Regions from separate parts of the Mus musculus genome. Here region 1 is linked to region 2. The links are chromatin contacts, called in public ChIA-PET maps. All regions are on one chromosome and are shown on one strand. Each heading gives the region's core, a stretch centred on a gene start, on an enhancer-like site or on the middle of the called end of the contact. The rest is flanking DNA. Distances are from core to core; before and after follow the strand shown.

What was found. ChIA-PET counts read pairs in DNA pulled down with a chosen protein or histone mark.
Region 1: a contact with region 2 is called in an RNA polymerase II ChIA-PET map of memory CD8 T cells, with 13 read pairs. The contact joins the enhancer-like site here to the promoter of Aldh18a1 in region 2. A contact is called at or near these places in 5 of 115 datasets of contacts at active chromatin or transcription factors (the 230-238 cell line, bone marrow-derived macrophages, memory CD8 T cells and 1 more) and 3 of 9 other capture datasets (adipose tissue, liver and pancreatic islet).

The regions. Positions count from the first base shown.
Region 1 is chr19:40,758,282-40,763,914 of GRCm38.p6, reverse strand. It overlaps Cc2d2b (coiled-coil and C2 domain containing 2B), which reads right to left. Exons shown (of 35, transcript NM_001376940.1): 5 at 5,430-5,495; 6 at 3,480-3,563. Among named protein-coding and RNA genes, the nearest start is that of Cc2d2b, 12 kb to the right of the region's middle. Within about 2 kb of position 1,679, at least 39 of the 459 cell types and tissues checked have an H3K27ac peak or open chromatin away from gene starts, as enhancers often do. A contact at or near this core is called in bone marrow-derived macrophages and memory CD8 T cells, where this site is marked.
Region 2 is chr19:40,586,195-40,591,784 of GRCm38.p6, reverse strand. It overlaps Aldh18a1 (aldehyde dehydrogenase 18 family, member A1), which reads left to right and starts at 3,322. Exons shown (of 19, transcript NM_019698.2): 1 at 3,322-3,475. Gm27042 (a long non-coding RNA gene) reads right to left here and starts at 3,253. Exons shown (of 4, transcript XR_386705.4): 1 at 3,166-3,253; 2 at 1,878-1,930; 3 at 828-946.

The sequences.
Region 1 (5,633 bases), core at 430-2,929, 170 kb before region 2:
TTTTTGTGGTGTCTTTTGGAGATTCAAGGTATAACGGTAACAAGCATAAGTAAGCTCTGGGGGACTCGCCACAGAGGAAAGCTCCTTAAATATCTTGATCACCAACTATGAAGTATGAGGGGTCCTTTGCTCCAGCTGGTGCTCCCATGCAATGTTCCTCTACACCACCGATGTAGGCCAGGGTTCTCAGTCCTCCTGATGGCTGAAGAAAATGGGTCCTCAATTTGACTCCTGATGTTTTGACCTACAGACATCTTTGTGAACCTTACCAACTCATCTTTGTTTTCAGTTTGGGCTAAGCCCTGATCTTGACCCAATAAGCACCTGTCTGCCCAACTCTTTCTCATTTAGTCCAACCCAGCTGCTACCCCAAACCGTCACCTTCCTGGTCTTCAGTAAGCAGCTCGCAGCAGAGCATTCCTTGTGCTGGTGGCTGCTGTGGGATGGAGTCTAAGCTGAGGAGATTGAAATGTAGGTGGACATCAATGAGCATTGAGTAACAAGGGGGGGGGGATGCTGTCCTATCTCGAAGGAGCATCCCTCCCTCGCTACAAAGAGACCACCAGAACCTTCTGAGAGCATCCTCAGACTTCGCCCTAGGTTCACGGATGAGGTTGGACCATCTTTCTCTCGGCAGGAAGGAGCCACACTCAAATTCAGCTTCTTGTAAAAGATATTGGTGGGACAGGGGCAGTAGCTTCCCAGGGCCTTCTGGCAGGAAGATAGCTTTCCCAGATAACTCCAAGTTGCGGTCATCTAACCTGCACTCCAGCATGCCCAGCCCGGTCTGGGGCCTCACCCTTTGCTTCACTTCTTTCATACTTGCTCTGTGAGAAGGAAAAGTGTCCCCGCATAGCATCTGGTGCCTGCACTCCGCTATGTGGGAAGAACAGGGAAGAAGGTCCCCTTTTCTCAGAAAATCCTACCCCTTAACCGGTATCTCGAATTTCTGGAAGGTCAGCTGGCTTTCTTTGTATTTAAGATCTTGGGAAGGATGGAAAAAAAAAACGTATTTTGATATTCAGATATTGAATACCTAATACATGCCAGGAGGAGAATAAACAGACCAAAATATCTATATTGGGCAACACTAAGAATTATGAGGAAGAATGAAGCAGGGTAAAGGCACAGAGAGCTCGGAACTCGGTGGGTCGGGGCTATTATTTTAGTTAGGACCTTCTAGGCCCAGCATCTTTAATCATGTGTCATTCACATAGAGTCCCGAGGGTAGTGAGGGATGCAGTATGGATATGAGAGGAGCTTTCAAGGCAGGTAAATAACTGTAAAGCCCTGGGCCCTGTAAGTAAGGAGCAGGGGGCGGGGCGGGGGGTGGGGGTGGGGTTAGGTGGCAGAGGAGGAAAACAGAAGAAATGAGAGAGCGCACGCAAAAGAGTGCGCACAGCTAAGTGGGCGGGTCATGCAGGACCCGGGAAAAGCTGAAAAGACTTTGCTTTCCTCATAAGCGAACCAGGAAACCCTTAGACGGGGTTAAGCGAGAGAAAAGTCTTTGCTTTTTACAGGATTGCTCCGAGTGCCCAGTGAATTTGGGGATGGGGGTAGGGTTGGGGGGAAGGCCTGGCAACGATGCAGGCGAGAGTCTGTGTCTGTGTTGGCTTACACCAGGGCGGCACCGTGAAAGTACAGAAACGTGAGTCTGATGGCAGGCAGTCTTAAAGCGGAACCTACAGACATGTGCAGAACTAGGCATGAGGTATGAGAATGACACAGAAGCTAACCTGGCACCAACAGGATCAGGCTGGAGAACCAGGAAAATGGAACCAGCACTGCTAGTTCTTTCTGCCAGTGAGCGTTCTGTTTCTAGAAAGCGTGGGCGCATGCGCAGAGAGAGCATTGTGGGAAATGGTAACAGTCATTTTTCCCAGGACAGAAGATTTCATGCGGTGTTTATTTTTTCCCTTCTTGTTTCTGTATTAAGGTTCTGGGTGGTGGTGGTGTTGTATTTGCTCAGGTTTTTTAAAGGTAAAGTTTTATAGGTGTTCTGAGGGCTTTGCTGATTTTGTTTTCCAAGACAGGGTCTCACTAGGCAGCTCAGGCTGGCCTCATCTCTCAAACGACGAGATTACAGTCCGTGCCTTATAATGAACAGCTGTCGGTAGACGATTTATATCCTGGGGGGAGGGGGCGGGGGGGGGGTGAACCCAAGGCCAACAAAATCAGTTAAAGAGCCACGGAGAAATAGAACGGAGAGAACTGGAGAGGGCAGAGAGGACCTGGTCCCGGAGAGCTGGGCGATACACAGAGAGATGGGAGAGTTGGAAGCAGTAGGCTCCGGGTGGCAGGGCCCTGAGAAAACGTAAAGGTGAAGGAGAAAGTCATGGTACAGGGCAGACAGTAAGGATAGCGAGATGGATGAATCAGGAAGGGGTGAGAATGGGAACTGGGAGCGGGGGGTGGAGGAAGAGGGGCAAGCACACAGCAGCAACTGGTTGAGGAGTGTGCACTAGTTTGAGAAGGAACAGGAAGATGTGAGAGAACAGAGGGGTCGGTAGCTGACTGTGCAGGAACGAAAACTGGAGAGACAGACGTGAGGAGTAATATGGAGACCACAGTGTGAGGAGACACTTTTTTAGACAAGGACAACAACAACAAGACACAGCGAACACAGGTGGGGGTTCTGATACCCACACTTCCCTGCTCTGTGGATGCTCAACTCCCCAGCCTTACTTTCCTTATCTATAGAATACAAACAATAAAGACTGTCCCACAGATTTGGGTGTGTGTGTGTGCGCGTGGGTGTGTGTGTGTGCGCGTGCGTGCGTGCGTCGCATTGCGCTCCTGAGAGTCAGGACAAAGCACAGGCTTGGCGCTGTCCTTAGGTGCCCTCCATCCTCTTCTGAGAGACCGTCTGAGACAGTCTCTAATTGGCCTGGAATTTGCCAAGTAGACGAGGCCAGATCACCAGGGTCCTGCCTCTCTGGGGTACCAGTATTACACATGCACGCCACCACATCTGGCTTTTTGACCTGGGTTCTGGAATCAAACTCAGGTCTCTCACGCGTGCATGGCAAACGCTTTCGCCACCAGGCTAGCTTTCCGGCCCTCACTTATGAGCATCGACTAACGGGATCCATTCTGATGATCTAGTGGATCACTGAGCAGCCAGGAGGCACTCTGTCAATGCTAGGTATTATACATAGTGAGCTGCTCAACTCCAAGAAAGGAGGAAGGTTTAACAATGAAATTATCATCTTCCAAGCCAGACATGAGGGTGCATCCCACGATCTTAACATCAGGGGAGTCCAGAGTTCCAGGCCAAAGCTGAGTTACAGGGAAAGACCCTGCCTCAAAATGAAACAAAACACACACACACATGGGTACACACACACACACACACACACACACACAGGCATACACAGGCACACACGAATCCCTTTCCCATCCAGCTCTCATCCAGTGCCTTTAATTAACAGGTGGTTTGTGGGAGAGTAAAACTATAAAATAAGAGACACAAATCCAACCTGCTGCGAAGACTGGCTCACTGCTGAATCTTCTTCTCCACTCAGGATGAAAAATGAAAGACCTTCATCCAGCAAGACTTCAGTCTGTGGGTTAAACAGTAGCAGATCAGCAGTTAATGTCGTAAGGGATGCACACTGCCTGCATGCAAGGGAAGGAACAATTTTCCATAATGTGGCAGATGGCAGCTTAGTGGCAAGTAGAAAACAACACAGCAGGTATTTTATCAGCTCATTTACACTTGGCTTTCATTCATAGCTTACCTTTCACCTTTCACCTTTTTTTTTTTTTTAACTCTAGTGAGGACCAAAATAGAACAAAGCCAATCTCCTCTGCTCTCACACTAACCTGAGTAGTTAGAGGATTATTTCTCATTTTAATCAAAACGCTGGCTCTGACCACTGTTCTCCATGTTCAAGTGTTCTTGTGGACACCTGCTCTCACATACCCACACACTTTGCCATCCTATCCCACAATCTTGGGTGGCATAATCTTCATTACAGACTCATCCATAAATAAGTCCTCTTTTATTGCCTTCTATGCTGCAGACTCAAATTCTTTTAAATAAAAAAAAACCACTTCTTTCTCATGCATATAAAACTGCCTTAAGAGAAATTTAGAGGAGACTCCATTCCACAAAAAAGCAAAAGTCACATTAGGAATCACACAATTTCAAAACATAAAATGTGAGCATGCACCTAATATTTTGTTTCTATCTGGAGTCTAGCTGGCGTTTGCACATACAAACTGCCTGTTGTCTCTGGTGTGTAGTTAGTATGGGAATTCTTATTTTATGTACTTAATTCATTTTTATATTCATGTATGAGTGTGTGCCTATGTGAGTTTGTGTGCACCACATGTGTGAAGGGTCCCTGTGCTTTAACATCTGCAAAGCTAAAGTCCCCCAGACTTAGGGCAAAATGACCAGCTCCCAGCAGTGTCTGCCTTTCTCTATTCATAGATCCCACGGATAACTGGATGGAAGCTACCTCTTCCATATTCTTTTACTGGAAATGATATGAACAATTTGCATGTCTGTCTTGTTTTTAAAAAAAAAAAAACCCAGCAACCTGCAATTTTATTTCATTTCTCTTCTTTTCTTTTCTTTTTTTCCTCTTTCTTTCTTTCTTTCTTTCTTTCTTTCTTTCTTTCTTTCTTTGTCTTTGCCTAGCAAGGGATTAGAGTGGGGCTTTGTGTCATGGACTCACAGGTGAAAAGCGTCTCAAAGGGGGTAAGAGACCCATCAGCCTGAGTAACTGAGCCGGTAAACTGGAGAGGAGGAGAACCACGCTCTTAAGGCAGACATTTTTGGTTTTAATTAATTCATTAATTTCCTTATGGTTTTGTTACTGCAACCTAACCTACTCTCACACAGCTACTACCCCTCTCACACAGCTACTCCCCCTCTCACACAGCTATTCCCACAAATCTGAGTCATTTCAAACCTGCAACTGCAGATTTGAATCTGAGAACTGTAGCACCAAGCCCGAAAGTTTGGGAGCGTCTCGAATGCTGTTAGAATAATTAACTGGGAGGTTCTTGGGTGATTGCAGAGTCCTCAGTTCCTATGTAAGCAGACTGAAACCCAGGTCAGTGTGGTGAGTGAGGCCTATGCCAGGAACACAAACTGCCAGCTACCTCCCAACACTGACTTTACAGGCACTGCCCCACTTTGCTGAGTCAGATAGTTTCTCTGCCTTACTTCATCAGGCATGCCATGATCCAGTTCCCCTCATGCTTCCCTGGTGGACCCCTAACCACCTGCCATCTGGAGATGCCCAATTCACGAGCTGCTATCAGCTCACAAAAAACTGAATTTTGGTGTCAACCACACAGTTCCACAGTTTAGCCAAAAGCCATCGAGTTGTAAGCTAAAAAAGCTAATTTTTGTTGTGTAAGGTATACCTCCATAAAGATGTTTTCAAAAAGTATTTTTTTAAAAAGTTCCTCACCTTAGACCATCGATAAGTCTTTGTATCAGTGAGTGGCTCAGCTGAGGACTTTTCACCTTGACTGATCTGAAACACAAAATTTTACAGAAAACCAGCTTTAAAAATTCCTCAAATTTTTAATGGTATGTTTACACACACACACACACACATACACACACACACACACACACACACACACATTTATCTTTCCTGAGATGTCATATA
Region 2 (5,590 bases), core at 2,073-4,572:
CCTACCTCAGCTGACTGGTTCAAGCATGGAGTCCTAGAATCACACAGGAGTCCTGGAAACTCTTCTTTCCCAGGAGTTTGGAAGTGAGACCAAGCCTGTCCATCAGGAGTGACACTAACGATGAGACTACTGTAGAGCTGGGAAGACCATTTTCCATCATGTCTTTAAGTCCAAAACTTCTAATGTCATACAGTTGAAAGATTTGTTAATCCAATACTTACATCTGAGAATGGCGGAAGAAAAATTAAGGTTGCACAACTAAACCACTACCCTTCTATAAGAGCAGAAAACTTTATACAGTGAAAATACTGCAGTGTATAACATGCAATGGCCTGGAATCTGAGTTGGGCCATCACTCATGGTGCCGTGTGACATGATGCCATTTACAGTATTCAGCATACATATGTGTCGGAACTAAAGTAGCTGAAGTCTCATGATGTTCGACATGCAGCGAGCACTGCCAGAAGCAACTCAGTTGTTCAATTTCAAAATAATGTGTGATCGTTTGTTGTGTTAAGAAACCTTCCACTATTTATGATTGCCAAAAATCTTCACAACACTCAGCACTATGGGAAGACTATTTCCAGAAAAGTGGGAGGGGGCAGAATGGGAGATGTGTAACGAAGAGACTCAGGAGAAGAGGATGGCATTGGTTCCTAATGTTCCAGGTTCTTGTTCTTGTCTCTTGGGAGAACCGAATTTCCCTATTGCCCTTGAAGACTCAATCACACACACACACCATACACACACACCACACCACACACACACATGCCAGCCCCACCCCACCCCAGTAAATCGCTTTGTTGGGTTGCATATCTGCTCTTTACATTTTACAACTTGAAGCTATTTTAAAGTCGGTGTGGTGGCCGATGCTCCTAATCCCAGCCTGAGTTCAAGACCAGCATGAGCTTCAGAATCAATCAGACCTTTTCTCACCTCTCACCTCCTGAAAGAAAAGAAAGACATTAAGCCTGGCACCTGAAGATACATTTCTGTGTGGCAGTGGCGGCAGCATATATCTGAATCGAAGCATTTTGGAAGCATCGTCAACTTGGTCTGCACACAAGTTCCAGGGCCAGCCAAGTCTGATGACCCTAGTTCAATTCCAAGAATCCACATGGTACAGGCAAAGAATCAGCTTTCATAAATTCGGGCTTACACGAGTGCTATGGCACGCCCCACTCCTCCCCAGTCACTCAGCCAATCAGTCAAGAACAGCAGGTTCCAAGGAAGCTAGGGCTACAGAGTGAAAGACCATATTCTAAATGTCCTACTTCCTGCATGACTTCCTGGTGGTGTTGAACCTTATTCCCATTTTCTAGAAGAAGTTAAAATCCACCCCCCACCCCCAGTCAACAAAAAGAACATTTGTTGAGTATGTGAGAAAGACACTCTAGCTAAATTCTTGCTTTTCATAGAAAGACAAGCAGGTTATGTGCCTAGAATCAGATTTTCCCTTCTCCTCACTCATCTAACGCACTCCTTTCTCTCCACTGGCAAAGTAGAATATTAGTGGCAGAGCAAATAAGTAAACTATCACTGAAAGAATAAAAAAACAGTAGAAAGTTAAGGAGTTTCGTGCTCGATTCTTTGAGACACTGTTAGATAGTGTGTCGTTGCAGAGCCCAGGCTGACCTGGAACTCACTATGTATGAAGCCCAGGCTGGCTAGGGTCTAATCCCCTGACCTCTGCCTATGAAATGCTGGAGTTGAAGGAATGACCTTCAAGGAACACCAGTTTAACACGAATGTTAACAACTCATTTTCTTTTATTTATTTATTTTTTCAGCACCGATGATCAATTCCAATTCACTTTTTGAGAAATCTGGTTTTTTTTAACTAAAGACATAATAATTATTCACTCCTCAAATACTTACAAAGTATCTCATATTCTAGGAATATGCTTTCTTGCTGTCCAGAGGTTTGCTCCCTAGGAGGGAAGACAGACAAGCAATTACAATAAGGTGATCTGTGGGTGAACTGAAGAATCAGAATCGCCTTCTAACTTAGCTCCAGTCCCTTAGTCTAGTTACACCCCTGACACACACCCACACGCACCCCCCCCCCCCCACTTTTTTTAGAAGCCCGGGTACCAGATCTAATCAGCGCCTGCTGTTTTGTTTCTCTTTAATGCCCCACCTCCCCACCCTCAACGTGCTCAAAATTTAACGCGTCCTGGCGCCAACACCCTTCCCAAAGCACAGATTTTCTCAGCTTCTTCCTAGATCTCATATGCCGACGCACATTTCATTTCAAAGAACTCCTCTTCCTGGTACTCAACCCTTAGCAAAAAGTGCTGTGAGCGCGCCTTCCTTTTTGCTCCCACGCCCCCTGTCGGCGCCTTTCGTCTGCTTTATTTCTTACAGGGCGCTTTGCAATAGGCTAACCCACTTCCCAGTTTCTACACCTCTGTGCTGATTTCCGACACAAAAACCTGATCATATCATTCCAGGGCTTTAGAAGTTTGGATTCACTGACTTGGTGACCCATAAGATTCAAAATCTTTGTATGGTGAGCTCCCAGCCAGATGTTCTCTTCTGCAAACCTATCATCCATGAGCGTGGATCTCTCCTAAGCTGAAACCTCCTTTTAGCCCTTCCCCCCACTCCCCCCCGCTCCCCGCCCCCTGCCCTTCCCCCCATACTCCTGCATCATGGACTGAGAAGTAGTGGTAAGTTCCCTTTAGTGAATTAGAAAATGAATGAATAGGCTCAGTAGCATTGTCAGGACTACAAAAGCATAAAGAACCAATTTTCAGCCACAGTTGACCTTCTCTAGACAATGGCCTCCCTGCAACGAACGGTGCTATGGGACGAGAACGTTGCCAGCCCGGAAGGAGATGATCTGTGTCCGTTATGCATTCAACTTTGGGATAATCAGTGGTTATTAATAATCAGAGATTAAACACACCGTCTTAAAATGCAGTATTCTTACCACCACCTTTGCTGAAAACACTTGGGCTGTTATTTTCGGGTAACTAGGTGCCAACTTGTTTTACCATGGTGCCAATTTTTTTCAATAGCCAGTCTTTGTTTTTGTTTTTGTTTTGAGGGAGACGGTCTTTGTTGATTCAATCTATTTCTAATGTGAGTCTGACATATAGACGATCAACTGTCAAACACGCTTTATGAAATCCATCAGCAACTAGAAGCCAGTCTTCCTTACCTTTCTGGGAAGCTGTCTGGGGAGGTTCCTTTCTGGGTGCTCGAAGCCCCGCCCCTATACTCTGCGGGCGCGGAGCCTGGGGATGGGAGGGGGCCGCCACGTGGAGCGTGGGCGCGATTCTCAGAAGCGCCTGCGCCGTTGCCGTGGCGTAGCGTGGGTCAGACCCGTCTCCCAACGTCAGCGGCGCTACGGGGCTTCAGTCTAACGCGGCTGACGCAACTCCGGAGAGCTGGACGTAGACGGAAGAAAAGGCGGAGGAGAGGGCGGTCGCCGCGAAGAGTGGTCCAGGGCTGGGGTCGGCGGCCAGCAGGTAGGTGGCTGGGCAGCACCGGGCAAGGGGTACACTCACTGAAAGGGGGAGATGCGGGGTGCAGCCGCGGGTCCGGAGGGGCGTGGACACGGGAGCCGGCGGCGGCGCGGGGCAGCCAGGTGCTCTGAGATGCTCATGCACAGCTCCCGGTGCAGGGTTTAGGAGGCCCAGGGATCTCTGGCCATCTTTTGGGTATGCTACCAGCGGAGGCTGGAGGACCCTGCAGCCTCTTCCTACCAAGTCCACAACCGGCTTCCAGGGCTCCTGTGCTGCGAGTAGTCATACACCTGGTGTGAAACCATCCACGGACGCACTCCCAGGGCCTGAGTCTGCAATTCTCTGTGGCTCGCGACCTGACATATGGAACCTGTACATAGGAGATTCTCCCTGCAGCCAGGGTTATTCCCGGAGACCCCGTGTGTGATAATTATCTCCTGGCACAGAAAGGGTGCGCTCAGATTCTTCACCCCGCACGCCATACCCCAGCCTTATTCCCCCACCCTCCGAAGCAACAACATTTATCTTTGAGTTTCTGTCTTTCTATTAAGTAGTGAACCATGAACTCAGCATGTGTTTTTCTGGGTAGTTTGTTGAGACTGAAGTTCACTTCTCTAAGTGAGATAAGAGCTCTCCGTGTGTTTGTGTCTAGTCACTTGAAAGCTGTTCTGAGTTAAAATATAAGAACTTCTCTCTCGATCACAGAGTCTCCACGTATATACCCTTTGGGCTTTTGCATCACCTGTCTGGTTTTTGCTGTCACAACAAACTGACTGGTTGAACAGTCGTTTGCAATATAAGATCTTGCCTCCCTGGGCCAGAGACAAATGGTAGACCTCATACCTCCAAGGATCTCAGACGTTCAGAGCTTTCTGTGCTTAGACAAGAGAGGGGTAAACAGTCTAGAACTATGCATGTGACCCGATCAGAATCTTTTCTGAGACAGGGTCTTATGTAGCCCAGGCTGGCCTAGAACTGGCTGTGTGCTGAGAACGACCTCGGGCTTCTGATCCTTTTTGCCTCTACTTCCCCCGAATGCTGGGATTACAGGCGTTTGCCACTAAGCACGGCTGTCCATCAGTGGCTCTTTTGACCTTTTGGTGTCAGTGAAGGAAGTAAGTGGAAAGGTTAAGAAATGTCAGTGCCTTATAAAAGACAGAAGAGGGGGGTGGACAATAGCCTTATCTGTGCACCCAGGCGCTTTCCAGCCTTGCCTTGTGTCACTCCCACGGTGATCTCAGGCCATATAAACCGTTATTATCCCTCATTTACAGATGAGGAGATTGAGTTGGCAATCTCCATGGCAAGGACAGCCAACACTTAGATCTATCCAATCTAAAGTTGTGTGGATTCCCACCCTGTGTAGCATACCCCAAAGGGGAGCTTAGAGCCCGTCTGGGGAGAGCAACAGTAACACATGAGCCAGCTACCTGGAGGATTATGTCCAATGTGAAGATGAGAGTGTCTGGGGAGGTGGTACAAAGCGGGCACAACTGGAATTATGTCACTACTGACTTTTTATAGGTATTTTGCAGAATGTGTGTAAGTAATAGTTTTGCAGCCATTTTTGAAGGGATTTATGTAAGTGTTGAACATAAGACATGGGCCCACAAAATACTTCAGTGTTATGCAGAAACGGAAGCCAGCAAAGCGGTCGGTCACTCACCAGGTTCGGTTATCCGCCTGTTGCCGTATGTTCTGTTACAGAGCATCCTGCCCATTTCTCCTCTCTCCATGTCTGTGATTTTGTGCAGAATAATTGCAGAATGGTATAGTCCGTTCCTTGCTCTTTCTTTGCTATAGAGCTAAATGCTAATGTGTTTTTGAGGCCCACTGAAAAAGCAACTTGGGGACCAGTTCCCAGTAAGGTACTTGCTGGGAAAGCATGGAGACCTGAGTTCAGATCTCTAGCACCCGTGTCAAATCTGGTTTGGGAGTTTGCCTCTGTAACCTCAGGGTTGGAGGAAGGGAACCAGCAGGTACAAGCTCACTGGCCAACCTGTCCAACAGAAACTGCAAGCTGCAGCTTCAGTGAGACACTTGATCCCCCACAATACAGTGGACGGAGATAGAGCAAGACACTTGAACTGACCTCTGACCTCTGACCTCCACATTTGC